2 separate regions of the Mus musculus genome follow, and region 1 is linked to region 2. The links are chromatin contacts, called in public ChIA-PET maps. All regions are on one chromosome and are shown on one strand. Each heading gives the region's core, a stretch centred on a gene start, on an enhancer-like site or on the middle of the called end of the contact. The rest is flanking DNA. Distances are from core to core; before and after follow the strand shown.

Region 1 (5,695 bases), core at 381-2,880, 100 kb before region 2:
ACCTTATCAAGGGACCCCCGCCCCAAGATCTGAAAGCATGGAAATAGTAACACAGATTAATAGAAAGTGAAAAAACTACATGTAGATATGATGAAGCACATTTCAAAATCCATCATTTGGAGGGGGACATTTAGATAAAAATTAATGTAATACTAAACCAGTCGGCGCTTTAAGAAAGCTAAGAAACGTACAACCAGCATGGCTGGGCTATCCTTCCAGTTGAATATAAACTTTCAAAAGGTAGTCATGCAGGGCCTGTGAGTGCGAGTGCGCGTGCGCGTGAGCGTGTGCCTGTGCCTCTGAGGAAGTAAAAGTCAGTGGAAGGATCCTGGGCTGTGGCACTACTCAGAATTAGGCTCAGTTTAAGGCACTTCATCTGTCATTGTGACATAATGCAAACTGACTTAATTTTCCAGAATCTGATAAGGAAAATAGGAACAAATTAGCACATGGTATTATAATAACTAATGAAAATGGCGTGCAAGACCACAGAGCGTACCCACTAAACATTAGTTCTCTGATGAATCTTCTCTCATTCTGAAAGTGACTATTTTAAATTGTTGAACTATGTGGATTTGCTTCATTTTTCTTTGTCCACTCAGTATGGAAAAGGAGATATGTTCTTCTTTTGTACCAATCGTTAAGCAATTAGGAAAATACTGGATATCAAGATAGTGAAAACATGGAAGAAATCTTGGCAAAAGATGAAAGTGAACATGGGTGTCTTGTCTTACATAAGATCTACCTCTTACTGTAAGTTAGTAAACCTTCTTTTCTAGCTTTTGTTTGTCCTTCTTGTCCCAAACTTACTAGCAGTACCAGGTATGCTCCCGAGTAACCACGGGTTCAGAGAAGAAATCAAAACAAATTGAATGGTAATGGCATTAATAAAAATGAAAACTCTAATGCACTGAACATAGAGAATACTAATAAATCAAGTGCCAAGAGGCTGGGACTATGATCTCCTATGTGTAAGGAAAGACAATGGTTCAGTATATTAGCCATGCACCTTTGCAAAACAGGGAGGAAAAAGAGCCAAACAGCCTAATACAAGCAGCAAAACAACACAACAACAATGATAAAAAATGGTGGCTCTAAGTGGCAGAGAAAGTGAAACAATGAATAAGAAACACATCGAAAAGAAACAAAATAGGCAACTTTAGCTTTGACTGACTAGGAAAAAGAGAAGAATACTATTAAAATTAGGAATGAGCACAAAAACATTACTGAAGATACAAAAAAAAAAAGAGATGAGATGAGGAGCCGTGTGAACAGATACCGACAGAAGTTGCCTAACATACGTGAAATGCACAAATTCCTAGAATGACAGAAACAGGAAAAACCATTTAAAAAGGAAGTTTAAGGTCTGAGTAGAGTCAGATAGTGGCTCACACCTTTAATCGAAGCACTTGAGAGTCAGTGGCTTGTGGATCTCTTATCAGTTCAAGGCTGGTAAAGTATGGAAACCTAGCTCAATAATTAGGTCAATTAGTAATAAAATCAAGGTGTGATCTGGGGCACCTACTAGTCATAATCAAGACGAAGAAAGAGATCGATTTGAAAGTCCAGGAATAGACTGTTAGATAACAGAGTGCTGAAACAACAAGCTATCCACATGCAAAGGATGGAGACAGCTGCAGCCACAGGCTTCTGTCCCAGCATGGAGGATGTAGCGTCAGAGGCCAGCCTGTGCTGTATGGTGACCTCCCTGACACTTCCTAACTGTTTTATTATTATATTATTTTATATATTTATATATTTATATATATTATATATATTTATATATATTTTATATATATTTATATTTTATAATTATATTACAAATAATTATTATTATTTGTCTCAAACAAACAAACAAAGAAACAAACAAAATGAAGTAGCATGCCTCCCTTAACCCGAACACAAAAGTTAACTCAACACAGATCGGAGTTAACTGTAAGAGCCCAACCTATACAATCCTTATAGAGGTTTAGAAGAGTCACTTCCTGTGACCTTTGGATAAGCAGCTGTTTCATAGATATGATACCAAATCCATAAAGGGTAGAAAAACGGGAATCAGATGAATCAGACATCATCAAAATCAAAGGTTTTACTTTAGAGAATGCTACTAAAAAAAAAAAAAAAAGGATGGAAAAACAGCTCAAACAGGAAAAAAAAGCTGAATTGTATCTGTTAGAGAGCTTGTCTCTATGACAGTTAAAGAACTAGTACAACACCACAATAAAGAGACAAATAACCCAAATAAAAATGTGTAAAGGCAATGAATAGATGTTTCTCCACAGAAGAGAAATGAGTGGCCTGTAAGTATATGGATGTTGTTTGATATCATTAGTTATTATGGAAACACAAAAGCATAACAAAATGCCACTTCAGACCTATAAAGATGCCCAGAATGCAAAAGTGATGGTAATAGCTGTGAAGGCTGCAGAGAAGTGGGAACCCTCATCCACTGTTGCTGACAATGAAAAATACTACAACCATGGGGAGAAACAGCCTGGCTGTTCCCACAATGACTAAGTGTAATATTACCATACACTCGTCCAACTCTTGGGTATAAATCCAAGAGAAATGATAGCATGTGTCTACACAAAAGCTTTGCATAAATATTTATAGTGGCATTATTAATAATAGCCAAAACAAAACATAATAATCCATGCTCTGGAAACCATTCAGCCATAGAGTGAAGTCCATGATATAGAAGAAACTTGAAAGTATTGTGTTAAGTGAAAGAAGCCATTTGTCTAGACTAGTCATAGCAGGACACAGAGGAGCTGGGTTGCAGAGGGCTGAGTTGGGACTGCTAGTTAATGGATAGTAAGAGTTTTAGGAGGTAAAAGGTTTTGAAGCTAAATGACTGTGATGGTGTGGATGACTAAAACTCACCAAGTTGTTCACCTTAAAAAGTCAAACTTCCAGCAGGTAAATTGTGTTTTTAAAGTGTATCATTTTTAAAAAGTAGGGATTATGGCAATAATGATGTAGTTCAAAGAACAGAATATTTCAAGGCTCTATTTATATATTTCTATTTATTAAAGGAGCTCAACTTTCTTTGTGCCAACCATTGATTACATATTAGTCACACCACTGTGAAAGTAAAAATTTTCAAGTGCCTCCCTGACGTTGAGTTAGCCTTACTCATTTCCTGCTTGTGAAGTGGGCTGGTACTCTGATGGCTAAAGCAACAGACAAAAGGATAGACTTTCTGCAGAGCAGACTTTGGCCACCTATGACTGGGGAAGCAGAAACTGAAAATTAATCTGGACCCAGACATAGCTGCTAAGTGACAGTAATGACTCACATTTAAGACCAGACTTCCTGTGACTGGTTCCCAGAGAATGCCTTGATCCAGGTCATTAATACCACAGGCCACAGGTATTCATCCTTTGTTCTGTATACATTTTTGTTGTGTATTGAGCCAGAATCTCTAGCTCAATAGCTAGTTCTTACTACTGCTAGATTTCTCTTAAAGTCACAAAATAAACATAGTTATCTTCAGGTGGTGAGTCCCTTTTCTCTTTTTCTACTGATTAAATATTTTTAGTTCTTTCATAAGTTTGCTTAAGCCTTTAAAAATTGTGTTAAAATGCATATAACCTAAAATTATTATTTTTTAATTTTAGCCATTCATAGTATTAAGTACATTCATATCTTTATACAAACAATCTGCACTTCTTCATCTCGCAGAAGGGAATCTCCATAGCAATTAAACAACTTCCCACTTCCTCTTTTCTCAGCCTCTGGCCAAAAGCACCCTACTTTCTACCTCCAAGACTCTCATAGAAATGGAATCACAGTTTGTCTTTCTGTGACTGGTCTATTTCACTTAGTATGGATCCTTCCCTCCAACACACACACACACACACACACACACACACACACACACACACACACACACACACACACACACTTCCTGCTTCACAGATACTCTTTTCTGATTGCAGTTAGTTCACACCGCACTGAAGAAGAGGAGGTCCAAACCCATTCATTAATCTAAGCACCTCTGGGAGGCAGGGAATTCCCTTGAGGATGTTACATTTCTAATGAAGATTATTTTAGAGTCCCTTGATTGCATCCTGCCCCTATTGGTTCACTCAGAGCTTCACCATCAAGCAAAGTGGCTGAGTCCTGAGACACTCCCTCTCCCCATAGCTCCTGCCTCCCTTCTCAGGCAGCACTGTCTGTCACCAGCACCAGAAACCCTAGAAATTGCCTTTTACGGTTGTAATGAGATCAGCAAAGTGCGTAGTGGATCTGCATGAAAAATGAATTTTTGTATGCAGTTTCCTCTGTAATAACATTTCATATATTCATTAATCTGATCCACAGATGGAATCAACGCAGTGACTCTGGGAGAAAAGAAATAATAAAAATTATTACTATAGACTGACCTCGGTCTCCAAATTGATGTTTTATAATGACTCAGAATTACTACATTGAACACTTCTTTACAGGTAGATATAAACACATAAAATTGAATGTTTTTCTTCTGCAGACACATACTAGCTTGTGCTTAGGAAGTCAATAGTTTTTTTTTTTTTTTTTAAAGTATAACAAGCCATATATATGCAATGAAATAAGCTTTAAACTCAAGAAGAGGCCCTAACAGGAGTACTGGAGTTTGAAAAAGAGTTAATCTTCTGTGAAAAGTTAAGGTGAACCCACTGATATCTCTCCTCAATTTTCTGGGTTAGAAGAAAAAAGAAAGTTGAAATAATTAGTTAGCAAGGTGGAAGTTGTACATAATTCAAAGCCTTCTCCCTGGAATGCAGCTCTTATTAATGTGCTGGTAATTCCTCGGGGATTACAAATCATTTAAATTCCTGTAAGTTGCAATTTTAATTATTTTTTATTACTTAATTTTACCAAATGGGCAAATTTATAATAAGGAAGAAATTAAGTACAAAGAACTTGTAAATAGGAAAATATATCTTCTTCTACATTACACTCATGGGACTATTTAAAAATGAGCTAGTTATTTTCTTTTTCTTACCTTTTTTTCCGGGGGTGGGGGTGGATTTCAGCAAAATATACAAATATGGTAACGTGAACATGCTCATCCCATATTCTACACATCACAAGCAAACAAGTATGTATTGTGATGTATTAGAATAGACAGAACAATGCATGCCTAGGCATACAAATACAATATCTTTCTATACTCTGAGGATCCCTTACTCATGTTTACGATTATTTCTGACGACACAGTTGAAACCTTCTTTAGGCAAATGATATCTCATGTTGGTTAAATTCCCCAAGAAGGTAATTCACTGATCTCTACCAGGGAAAATTAATTATTAAAACAGATTCTATCTTAACCTGCTTATGGTGGCTTGAATAATAATGCCCCTCCTCCCCATAGACTCATAGGTTTGAATGCTGGGTCATTAGGTAATGTTGCTACAAGACAAGAACTAGGAGGTGTGGCTTTGTTGTAGTAGGCATAACTTTGTTGGTGGAAGAGTGTCACTGGGGGGTGGGCGTTGGGGTTTCAGGCCTGGCCTAGTGTCTCTTCCTTTTCCTTTTCCTCTTCCTCTTCCTGGTGCCTGCTAATCTGGGTGTGGAACTGCGCTATCTCTCTAGCACTTGGTCTGCCTGCCTGCTTCCATGCTTCAGGCCATGAAGGCAATGGACAAAACCTCTGAATGTTAGCCTGCCCCAATTAAATGCTTTCTTTTATAATGTTGCCATGATCCTG
Region 2 (5,566 bases), core at 1,526-4,025:
CACACATGCATCCAGCAGAGAGCTTACAGGATTCAGTTTTTTTTTCTCCACTATATGGGCCCTGAGTATTGAACTCAGGTTGTCGGACTTGGTGGTAGTCCTTGATGGATGTTGTTCAAGACATATTAGCATTATGCCTAAGTGCCATATACTTTCTGTTGTTATTATGAATAAGAACTTATATTTCTGTTCCACTTTTATCCATGTGTATCTTTATACATGTGACCACAAAATTTTGCATAGTGGCCTTATTGAGTGTTATGAAAGGGATTGATTGTCATGAGATTTTCTAGTTTGATATTTTTGAGTATTTTCAATTTCTAAATTTTCTTTGTCTGTATGTTATATATGTGTATAACATATATGTATGTTTTTGCTGATATGTGCACATGTGCATGTGGCTCTGATTGTATGCCCATGTTTATGGGGAGGCCAGAGGTTAACATCATCTGCCTTTGGTTGCTCTCCACCCTGGTTTTTGGGTCAGGAGCTCTTATTGAACTCATCAGTTGGCCATGCTGGCTAACAAGCTCCAAGTATTCCCTCTCCCCACACTTTGAGTCCAGCTGAGGGTCACTGTGTCTGTCTTTTATGTGAGTAATGGTGATCTCAACTCAAGCCGTTCTGCTTATGCTGCAGGCTTTTTACCACTAAGGAATGTCCCATCCCCTTGACTTTTCTGTTAATAATCTTATGATTGGCATACCATAGCAATTGTGCCTTAATTTTTGTAGAACTAATATATAAGGTCTTTTCATCATTTTCATCATGACTAGGAATATCAACAATATGTGGAGTCGCATGAATAATGAAACACAACAGTATCTTTCTATGTATAGATAGTGGCAAGGTCAGTATGAATTCAAGTCAATAAACTCTTTCAGTTGCTCTGTTATGCCGAAACCAGTTGTTTACCTTGCACTTCTTAAAAATAATTTTAAAACAATGTTTTAAGACTATAAGATAATTACATCATTTTTCTTCCTTCTCTTCTCTTCTCTTCTCTTCTCTTCTCTTCTCTTCTCTTCTCTTCTCTTCTCTTCTCTTCTCTTCTCTTCTCTCTCTCTCTCTCTCTCTCTCTCTCCCCAGCCACTCTTATGTAACCCTCTCTTGCTCGTTATCAAATTCACAGCCCCTTCCCTTTACCTTTTTCAGGAGTGTGTGTGTGTGTGTGTGTGTGTGTGTCTATTTTTTGCTAAATATATAAATAGTAAATACAACCAAATACAACTGCTCAGCCTGTATAATGCTGATACATGCACGCGTGTGTGCACACACACACACACACACACACACACACAAACATACACACACATCTTTAGAACTGACCATTTGGTATTGGATACTCAATTAATGTGCTCTTGCCTGGAGGTGACTGTTCCCTCCACTCCTGGCATTCCTTAGTTGCTTGTACTTCATCATCTGTGGTGAGGCTTCATGGGTTTTACCCCTTTCCCATTAGCGTGTCTATTGATGATGTCTCTGTACAGGTCATGGCATCCATATTGATGGGTGTAGTTTCTCAGACATTTCTAGGAGGTACAGTCTCATAGCAAACTTCTTGCTCTGACTCATAGAATCTTTCTGCCCTGTTTTCCAGAATGATCCCTGAGCCATAAATATAAGAGTTGTATTGTATATCAGCACATTTATCCATTGGGTTTTACAACCATGGCCTTTGGTTGGCTGTGGCTTTCTGTAATGCTCTCTGTCTGTTCTTGCACTCTCTTTGTATTTCTATTTGATTTTGTAATGCTAAGCATTTGGAAAAATACTGGTTCACTGAATTATACAGATCTTTCAAGTGAAGAAATTTTCATTACAAAGTGCCAAAAATCACATTTATTAATATAACCATGATCTTCTTAGAACACTTTTAAAATATTGCAGTGCTTTCAAGCTCACAGTGATGAATACCAATTTTACAAAATTCTAATTTTCTAATTTTCACTTGAAAGCTTGGATTTCATCACTGGCAACAGATATTGTTAGTTGTCAGTTGTTTTCCTTGACTTGTCAGACTTACTACATTTATTGTTCAGAAAAATATACACCAAAACCCCAAACTTTGAAAACCAGAGTTTGTCTGGTATTCATTCTTTCACTTATAAATGATTTGTCATGGGGAGCATAGTAGTTCATGTCATGATCTAAACACCTGAACAATGGCTTTTCTTTCACACAACTCAAAGGCTCCAATATGCGCAGAAAGTGTTTTGTCCTGTCTACCATTTTGTCACACTACTAAAGGACATATACTCAAAGTTTGAGGTTGAATGGAATTAATGATACCATATCACAAAAACCATTTGTAAGCAAAACTTGTTGAGACCAGCTAGGTGGAGTGTGTGTAGATTTTTTTCCCTGAGGGTATATACAACTACAGCAAAATTCTACACAGAATTCTACACAGAATGATGCCATGCAAACCTTTGCACTAAGATACTAGCCCCCAAATAGGTAATTTAGCAGCAAGAAGTAGCATCCCCAGGATGGTTCCATCACTCCTCAGAGTGATGAGATGCCCTTTCTTAGCACATAAAGCAGGTCACAATTGTAAATGTCCAGAGCTTGCTATTTCCACTCTTGAGAGGGGCTGGGCATCCCATACAATTGCAGAAGTCAAGAAGGATAAGCTCTATCTCCCAGCGTCTGTGGAGGCATGGCAACCTTGTTTTGATTCCTTATCAGCCAGCTTCCACCTTTCATCCCGCCACCAACGCTCCTTTGTGAAGTGTCTTTTCTCAGACTTGTCTGAGTGCCCATGCTTATCTCTCTTTCTCCTTTGACACTGCACTTCACCTCTGTCCCATATGGAATGACAGAGCTGGGTTCTGTCCCTGTAGTTACTAGATAAAACCTGTTATCACCAGTTTAAAGGGTGTGCCTCTGTGTTTACATCTGACATGGTGTGAGGAAGTCACTGATCCCTGCTGCAATTTCCATTCATCACTGTTTTTATGATCCTACTTTCTGTGAATGTCAATGCCATGAAAATGGCAGGTAATAGCCTAGTGTTATAATTTTGACCTAGTGTATGGTCTTTAAGCTTATTCAAAGTTTCATTATTATTATTTTGTATGTTTCATAAGATATTGGGTGAATTTGATGGATTTTATTACAAAATTTTAATCTACTTACATTTGTTTTTATTATTGATTTATGTAAATTCAATCAAAATCATTGAACAGATTATTTTCTTAAATTCTCTCCATTCCTCGTTATGATTTTTGTCAGACAGACTTTTCTAGCTTTTTTCCCTTGCTTACTAGAATAGAAGTTAGACTTTAATGTCTGTTTGTATTCAATAGTTTCTCTGAAGAAGTTTAATATGCTCTTTTAATCATCCTTATTAATATATCATACCTTGTGCTTTATGTTTTCTTGCTTTATTTCTTTGTGCTTTGCTATGGGAGAATATATATCTTTTCTAAAATTAATTTTGACTCTGGCTATATGGAGTAGATCATTTATGTATTTTTATTATATTTTAGTACCTAACTTTAATTTCTACACTCCCAAATGTCTTCTTTTCCTATTTCTATTCATATGTGGCTGCTTTGTTTTTATATTTTTTAATGTTACAGATATTATTTGTTGCTCTGACGATATGGAACATTTCTATTTTAAATTCATTTTTCCCCACATTTCAATGATTGCCCTTTCTTTTCTTAGCTTGGCCATTTTTAATATGCTAGAAATTTCAGTTTGCAAGCTCACCTTGAGCAACAGTTCCCTAGTGTGACTTTGTGTCCATTCTTTCCTGCCTGTGATTTTGTGAGCATGATTTATCCTATCTAGATAGAGTCGGCTTTTACATTGTGGCTATGCGCACTTGTCCTGTGGTGACACTGGAGAAAGGACAGCCCTAGAAAAAAACCTTTCACCAGCTAATCTCTGGGGAAATTTTACCGTGGGTGCACACATGAATGAATATATTCTGAGCATTTCTGGGTTTAGATTGATTGAGAGTTTGATGAATCCACTTATATCTGTTTAGTTTTTTGGTTTTTAAAAATACTTTATTTCTAGACATTGGATGCTTTCTATATGGTTTAGGTTCGCCTTTAACCATTTAAAAATATCAAACCCAGCAGCACTCACTGTATGTGAATGTCAGAGATGGCTACGTGCTAATTCAAGGTGTCATCTTGACTGGGAGCCTTTAGAGTATTTAAGAATTTCTACTAGAAAAGAGGCCACCACTCATAATAACACGGAAGGCAGAAGTGGGGAATTACTTAATTAGAATCTTTATAGCAGATACTATTATGCCTACTGAATTCTGCGTAGCAATCTCTGCATTGTCTTATATGTAACTAGCTCTCACTATCCATTAAACTCTTGCATTTACAGGTTCCACATCTGTTCTTTAGAATGTTCCGTAGTGGTCTCTAGTTGTCTCTGATTTGTTGCTGTCTCATGCTTGCTTCTCATAAACACATCTCAATGTCATTGTGGTTACTATATATCATTAAGGTGGCCTTTATTGTAGATCATCCAGTACACACAGTTGATTTTTGTATATATGTAAAGTACATGTGATGAAATAAGACCTATGGCTTAATATAAAATTGAAAGCAGCAAACATATGGATTGGATATAGAAAGGGAATGGATAATTTTAGTAGGTTATGATTTTAAAGACCAATAATCATTGTAAAATATTCTGAAACAGTGAATTCAAGGCTATGTAGAGGACTCTGGAACTGTTTCTTTTTAGTATTCGATGTTCGTACTATGGTTCAGCACAGTGGAACACACCTGTGATCTCAGCCTTTGGGAGACAGAGACTACTGCATTGTAAGTTCACACTCAGCCTGTTTTACAAAGCAAGTTCCAGGTCCATCCAGGACTACATAGTAAGACTCTTGTCTTAAAAAAAAAAAAAAAGACCTGTAAATATTTACTACCTTGAAATATTTTGACTTGGTCCGGGATGATGCCTGTGTTATATGATTTGAGAAAAATAATAGGAAGCTATTGCCATCCTTAAGTACCTCCCTTAGTGACTATCACACTGTCTGCTATGCATATGAAAGAATCATTAATTTGTAGTCAGTTCAGATTGAGTATTTATAATATAAATATCCTGAATGCAGAATTCTCCAAAATACAAACTGTTTATTATTAACACATAACCCCAACTGGAAAATTCCATACATATTTAATTTCAATTCAAGCATAGATTGTAGTCAAAATATAAGCTCTCTAATACCCTTGTGTAAAATTATAGTACCTTCAGGATGCATGTATCAGCTGTGTATGAAACAAGAGTTCTATGTTTAGACTTGGGCCTCATCCATAAGTGATCTTCATATGTACACAAACTATGGTAGTTTGAATGAAAATGGCATAAACAGGCCACAGTGAGCAGCACTCTAGAGCTGTGGCCTTGTTCAAGTCAGTGTGGCCTTATTGAAGGAAGTGATCAATGGAGCCAGCTTTGAGGTCTCAGATGCCCAAGCCATGCTCAGTGTGGCAGTTTCTCCTGCTGCCTGAAGAGCAAGATGCAGAACCCTTAGCTCCTTCTCCAGCACCATGTCTGCCTGTGTGCTGATGTGCTT

The links. ChIA-PET counts read pairs in DNA pulled down with a chosen protein or histone mark.
Region 1: a contact with region 2 is called in an SMC1A ChIA-PET map of the G1E-ER4 cell line, with 9 read pairs. The contact joins two enhancer-like sites. A contact is called at or near these places in 1 of 15 datasets of contacts at CTCF or cohesin (the G1E-ER4 cell line) and 5 of 484 Hi-C or Micro-C datasets (the C2C12 cell line, the G1E-ER4 cell line, muscle stem cells and 2 more).

The regions. Positions count from the first base shown.
Region 1 is chr1:71,001,961-71,007,655 of GRCm38.p6, reverse strand. No RefSeq gene overlaps it. Among named protein-coding and RNA genes, the nearest start is that of Gm29906, 86 kb to the right of the region's middle. Within about 2 kb of position 1,630, at least 6 of the 459 cell types and tissues checked have an H3K27ac peak or open chromatin away from gene starts, as enhancers often do. A contact at or near this core is called in the G1E-ER4 cell line, where this site is marked.
Region 2 is chr1:70,899,695-70,905,260 of GRCm38.p6, reverse strand. All of the region lies in intron 1 of Gm29906 (a long non-coding RNA gene), which reads left to right. Among named protein-coding and RNA genes, the nearest start is that of Gm29906, 16 kb to the left of the region's middle. Within about 2 kb of position 2,775, at least 13 of the 459 cell types and tissues checked have an H3K27ac peak or open chromatin away from gene starts, as enhancers often do. A contact at or near this core is called in the G1E-ER4 cell line, where this site is marked.